Linked DNA regions of Rattus norvegicus: region 1 is linked to region 2. A link is a contact called in public Hi-C data. All regions are on one chromosome and are shown on one strand. The core of a region is the stretch at or near the end of the contact, and the rest is flanking DNA. Distances in the headings are between cores, read along the strand shown.

The links. Hi-C and Micro-C count contacts between places; a contact is called where the count stands out from the background.
Region 1: a contact with region 2 is called in a Hi-C map of liver, with 4 times the contacts expected there. The contact joins two enhancer-like sites. A contact is called at or near these places in 2 of 12 Hi-C or Micro-C datasets (hepatocytes and liver).

Annotation. Positions count from the first base shown.
Region 1 is chr17:30,414,258-30,416,957 of GRCr8, forward strand. No RefSeq gene overlaps it. Among named protein-coding and RNA genes, the nearest start is that of Fam50b, 21 kb to the left of the region's middle. Within about 2 kb of position 1,439, at least 5 of the 93 cell types and tissues checked have an H3K27ac peak or open chromatin away from gene starts, as enhancers often do. A contact at or near this core is called in liver, where this site is marked.
Region 2 is chr17:30,328,085-30,330,784 of GRCr8, forward strand. No RefSeq gene overlaps it. Among named protein-coding and RNA genes, the nearest start is that of Fam50b, 65 kb to the right of the region's middle. Within about 2 kb of position 1,282, at least 8 of the 93 cell types and tissues checked have an H3K27ac peak or open chromatin away from gene starts, as enhancers often do. A contact at or near this core is called in liver, where this site is marked.

The DNA of each region.
Region 1 (2,700 bases), core at 189-2,688, 86 kb after region 2:
TGGAGCTGGGAAGCAACCCTGGCATTCTGACCATTCAGGTGCAGAAAGTAACCATCAAACTATTCACAAAATATTAATGACCATAGAGAGCAGGTCTAAGGCTGTTTACAGGCCAATGGGAGATGTAATTTCCATCTGCAGATGTGGACTTGCCAACAGTCTTAGCGTGACCAGGACAATGAGGGGTGATTTTGTGGGAACATGTATGCCCATGTTTGTCCAGCAGAGGTGGGCATGGGCTGGCACTACGTAAATTTGTCCACAAGCAAGCTCTATTCTTCCTGATTTGTGTAGTGAGGAGCTATTTTTATTTGTTTTCTGGTTAATGTCTCTGTGAGCAAAGAGGACGAGCTTCACACCGCACATGGATGCAAGGGTGAGAGTGAGTCTGTATGTGTCTGTGTGCTCTATGGTACAGAGCACACATACATAGGAGAGGGCACATGCCAGCCCCGGGATAGCAGTCAGTGCTGGCCACCTCAACGCAGTGCAACTTTAAGCAGTATTAGTGCTCTGATGCTGTCCGAGGGTGGACTGAGTGGGGTCTGGTTATAAATGAAGTCTTAGGCCCAGTGCCCAAGGTACGGCAAACCAGGGACACCTGCTCCCTTGTGAGTTTCCCTGGTGGTTCTTGGCCTGCTGCAAATCAAGGTCAGGTAGAGACAGGGCTGCTATTCACTTTCCACTTTTCAGTCCTTGGTGGAGAGGCATGTCCTTGAAGGAGACATAGCACTCCAGCCCTGTCTCTTGCTCATTTCTTGGCCGTGATATAAATGGCTTTGTTTCTCTCCATGTAGCCTGCCATGACCTGCTTCCTCACCAAACAACAGGCCAACCAACCATAGACTGCCAGCTGAAATACAGGCCTTTCTCTTCAAGTTGATCATCTTGGGTATTTGTTGTAATATTCAACTGCTCAACTCAGTCTCTCCCTTGTACTGTCTCTGCCACCCAGCAGACACCGGCCACAGTGTCCTCTCCTGTCCTGACAAAAACAAAACCCAAAATGCCCAGACTACCGTCTGCAATTCCCCAGGGCTGAAATTGTTTGTCTTGCCTCCATTGCATATTCCATGAGCAGTAGAACAAAGCCAAGCCTTACAAGGATTACTTACGAAGTTGTCTGTTTAATATGAGCAAATAAATAAACCACCCACAGCCTCCCTGAATTTATGGGTGCGATGTGATTCCACACACCCTGTTACAGAATAAAAGAAGTTTAAAATAATACTTGTTTCAAACAAGGTTCTTTTGCCTCAAAGCCCAAAGTGTTTTCTGAGATGGATATTAAATTCTAAAAATATTTAGAATTTTACAGTTAGGATCTTTAAAATGGAGCCTTGCAGTAGGGACAGAAGAAAGTGACACTAATATTAAACCATTTTAGATGGTGCAAGAGTCCTATTGAGCATTCCCAGAAGGGACATCTGCCAATCTGGGTTTCTGGCAAAAACATGAATCCCAGTTATCAAAGCTCTCAACTTGCCCTAAGGTCACACAGCCCAATGTTTTGCTTATGAATAATAGCTCCTTTCACTGGTCCCTTAGCCAGAGCTGCATGCCTCTGACAGAGGTAGCTGAAAGGTTCAATTTATACATGAAGAAGTGGGGCCAAGAGCAGCTCAGTACCGTTCAGAGACCTGGAAGGGTGGCCACACTTCTATGCCTAGACCCCTGGCCTCCCCTGCTTTTCCTCAAACCATATGCCTTGGTCACTGCAGCTTCCCAGGTTGCCCCAACTTCACCCAGTGGTTAGAACCTTAATTGGGAGCAAATGCAGACTGCAGAATTCACAGCAGGAATCACCAAGGAAACCTGTACTATCATCACAGGCTGCCCCCTGTGGTGGCACCAAACCACCAGCATTCTGAGATGCTTCACAGGCAGTTCTAACCTGCAGCCCAGCTGAGGCTGATTTCCGGAAGCTGGGCTTGCTGGACCAGACTTCCGGCAGAGTCTCTTGACCATCCCTATTCCGAATGACGAGTTTGGATGCTCAATATAGGCTTGCCTGAGCATCCACAAAGGGTAGAATCTCAGTTGACCCATGACGCTAAGTAAGAATCTGTGTCTCAAAATTTGCTTGCATACCATTGCTGAAGATTTTAGAGCCCTGACGCCTGGCAAACCTGAGAGTCACACTTTTTCGTGAGAAATCACAACCCCAAGTTTTTACATCCCTGTCTGTGTAAATACTCTGAGTCTCTTTGCGGGGAAACTGGGGAACTGAGGTAACAATGCAGGTGATAACTCTCTCCATGGCTGCCCCTGTGTCTACAACATCCCCAGAGTCAGGAAATGGGAGAGCAAATAAAATCATGTATGGCAGTGTGTCACCTGTCCCTGAATTTTAGGGACAGAAGATTGCTGGGACAGTATATCATTTTCTGTTTTCTTTCTTCTCTCTCTGTCTCTTTCTCTGTGTGTCTCTGTCTGTCTCTCTGTCTGTCTTCCCCTTCCTCCCTCCCTCTATCCCTCCTTCTCTCCCTCCCTCCCCCTCCCTTCCTTCCTTCCTTCCTTTTTCTTCTTCCTCCTCTTCCTCCTCCTCCTCCTCCTCCTCCTCCTCCTCCTTCTTCTTCTTCTTCTTCTTCTCTCTCTCTCTCTCTCTCTCTCTCTCTCTCTCTCTCTCTCTCTCTCTCCCTCTCTCTCTCTCTCTGCCTTACTGGCCTTGAACTTGAACATCTCTTGCCTTTATCTCTA
Region 2 (2,700 bases), core at 32-2,531:
ACCCTTTCCCAGGTCTGTTTCAGGATAAAGTACAGTGTCCCCCTCAAAGGACCACGATGAGGCATGAATTTCAATTTGGCCACTGTCTCTGTATTAGGTGCAAGGAAGTAACAGCAGCAAAACTTACCACCGTTTATTGTGAACTTATGTGCCAGGCACTGTAAACAATTCATCTTATATCTTCTATTACAATCTGTATGTCTAAATGGGTAAGGATGCCTCAGCTCACCATTCATAAACTGAAGGCATTAAGGTGGTATCTAGGAGGTGGAGCCTTACGGAATATGCAGATCATGAGGGTGGGGCCCCAAAGGGTTCTCTCTGGCCCCTTTTCTCAATTCAAAGATGCAGATCACTGCTGCTGTTCTCCGACTCCATTCTCCAGAAGTGAGAGAAAGAAGCCTCTGTTATTAGAAGCTGTCACAAGGTGCCTGGCTACAGAAACACCAGCACGCTCAGATCCTCAGCTGGGCAGAGCCTTGCCCAAAGAAAGTGCAGCTAGAACAGCCTAGAACATGGCAGGAGGAAGGATTCAAACCCAGTTCCCGAAGTACCCCGAGGAGTCCTGCTGATAGCTTGCCGATGCTCACTCCCTGCGTGGCAGGCAGAGTCGCCACAGCACTGCTCTGTATCTTCACGGGGTAGCTACACAAGGGCTAACTTCTGGAATTCAGCACTCTTCTGTCACGGTCTCCATTGGCCAGACTACCTATCTTAGACCTAAATAACACTACATAAGGAAAGGCATTTTATTTTTTCTCTTAAGATAACATTTAAACAGGACATCAGAAGACCGATTGTGCCAAAAATCCTTAAGTTCAGATGTCGACATCCATTGGCCTTAAACACAACCGCAACACCATCCACAACTGTAAGACAGTCTGGTTTCAGGGCCAGGCAGGAAGGCAGTCATGTAAGCGAGAGACACGAAGTTTATGAGTCCATCCCAGGACAGAATCCAGGAAAGAGTTTCGAGGACAGTCTGCTGTGCTCTCTAATCTACTGCATCATGTGGGTTCAACTGCGACCTGACCTTGTACCCCCGGTGCACACACCAGCCTCTTCGTGCCTAGCAAGTCTGTGCTGGAGTTTCCGTCACCTTTGTTCATCAAGCAGGTCCTTATGTAATCCTGTGCTTCGTTCCGTGCTCTTGTTGTCCCCCGAGTTGCCCGGTAAACATTCCTATTGGAAAATTCCAATCTGTCTCAGATGAAGTAAGAGGAAAAGCCATGTGTCCACACCCAGGCCAGCCCAGCCAAGGAGAGCAGAGGGCCCTTCCAGAACTGGCTTTGTCAACGTGGCCACAGTGTGGCTCTAGATGGAACTCATAAGGAGCCTGTGGAGGCTCTCTGTATTTGGTGTCAGAGACTCCAGGGACCTTGCTACATGGTGGTAATAGCTGTTTTGTGGAACCCAGCCTTTCTCTCTAAACCGCCAACATTTTTGTTCTTGTTGCTGTATGTTTGAGATCACAATACTTACTCAGCTTCATATCCGTCTCTAACTCCTTACTACTCGGGACCTCAAAGTCCAAAGCTGCTCATTTCAGTATCTCCAATGCTAAGGGAGAGAGAAACATAAATCAAAACGTATGCGTTATTTTTAAAATAACGGTGCGACATTGGGCTCTTAAATTTTTGTTGTTGTTTAAGCACCAAAAGAATGTTGAGAATTATTCTTTCACAATGGGTTGTTTGGATCCAAGTAAGTTTGAGAAGGGATGTTGGGATGTGTGCCCTACTGCCACCGCCGAACAGCCTCTCCACCAGGTGGCGCTCCCCTCTTGGTTCCTGCCATGAAAAAGCTTCAAAAGTCAGGCCAGAACAACTAGGGTGTTGACTTCCTTGAGCCCAATTTGTAAGTTCTGCCTTAGAGATTTGAATACTTTGTTGCCCTGGGGACACAGGACTTGGTGAGGCTAGCCACCTTTGATGCTGGAGTCTGGTGAGCCTGTAGAGGGAATGTGTCACAGGACCCATCTTCCTAGGTCAGTTCGTGTATAGGTGCTTAGGTCAGTGACAAGGGTGATTGGTTTGAGTAGCTTGATCTGTTGCACATTTTGACCCTGGCAATAGAACTGATGTCAGCTTTTGTGTTCCTGCTGTGGCCTCTGACATATTGACCTGGTCTCTGTAAACATGACCGAGTTTTGTGCTTAAGAGAGGAAATTTATAGAAGAAAGATTTTTGATCTATGGAATTTATAAAAAGAAAAGTGGAAAAAAATCCGAGTCCTATATGAGCCATGAAGAGAAGCCTTGAATAATCTTTAATATAAGTTTTTATTGCCTCCCTTTTGACTGCTTACAGGCTGTACTTACTCATGGACTGGTGCCTCCACACTCAATTTATGGTACTTGAGACAAAGCCCAAGGCTGTTAATTTGGCCCGTTGACAGTCTGCAGAATCTTCGGATCACCTGACTTCTCACCAGCTTTGAGAGAACATGCAATGGGCGGTCTCCCCACTTCCGCCTTGCACACCACAGGACCAGATCCTTAGAGGCTGGACATGGCTCATTTTCTTGAGAAAGCACTTTCATTTCTTATGATGCCTACAGGGGAGATGATCTCAAAATTCAAAACAAGAGCCTTTAATCAGCGTGTAACATTTTCAAATGTCATTGCTAAATGACTTGAGTCTGTCATGCTTCTGCAGGGCTGGGACATAAGTGTGCACTTCCCTTTGAATTAGTCCTCGG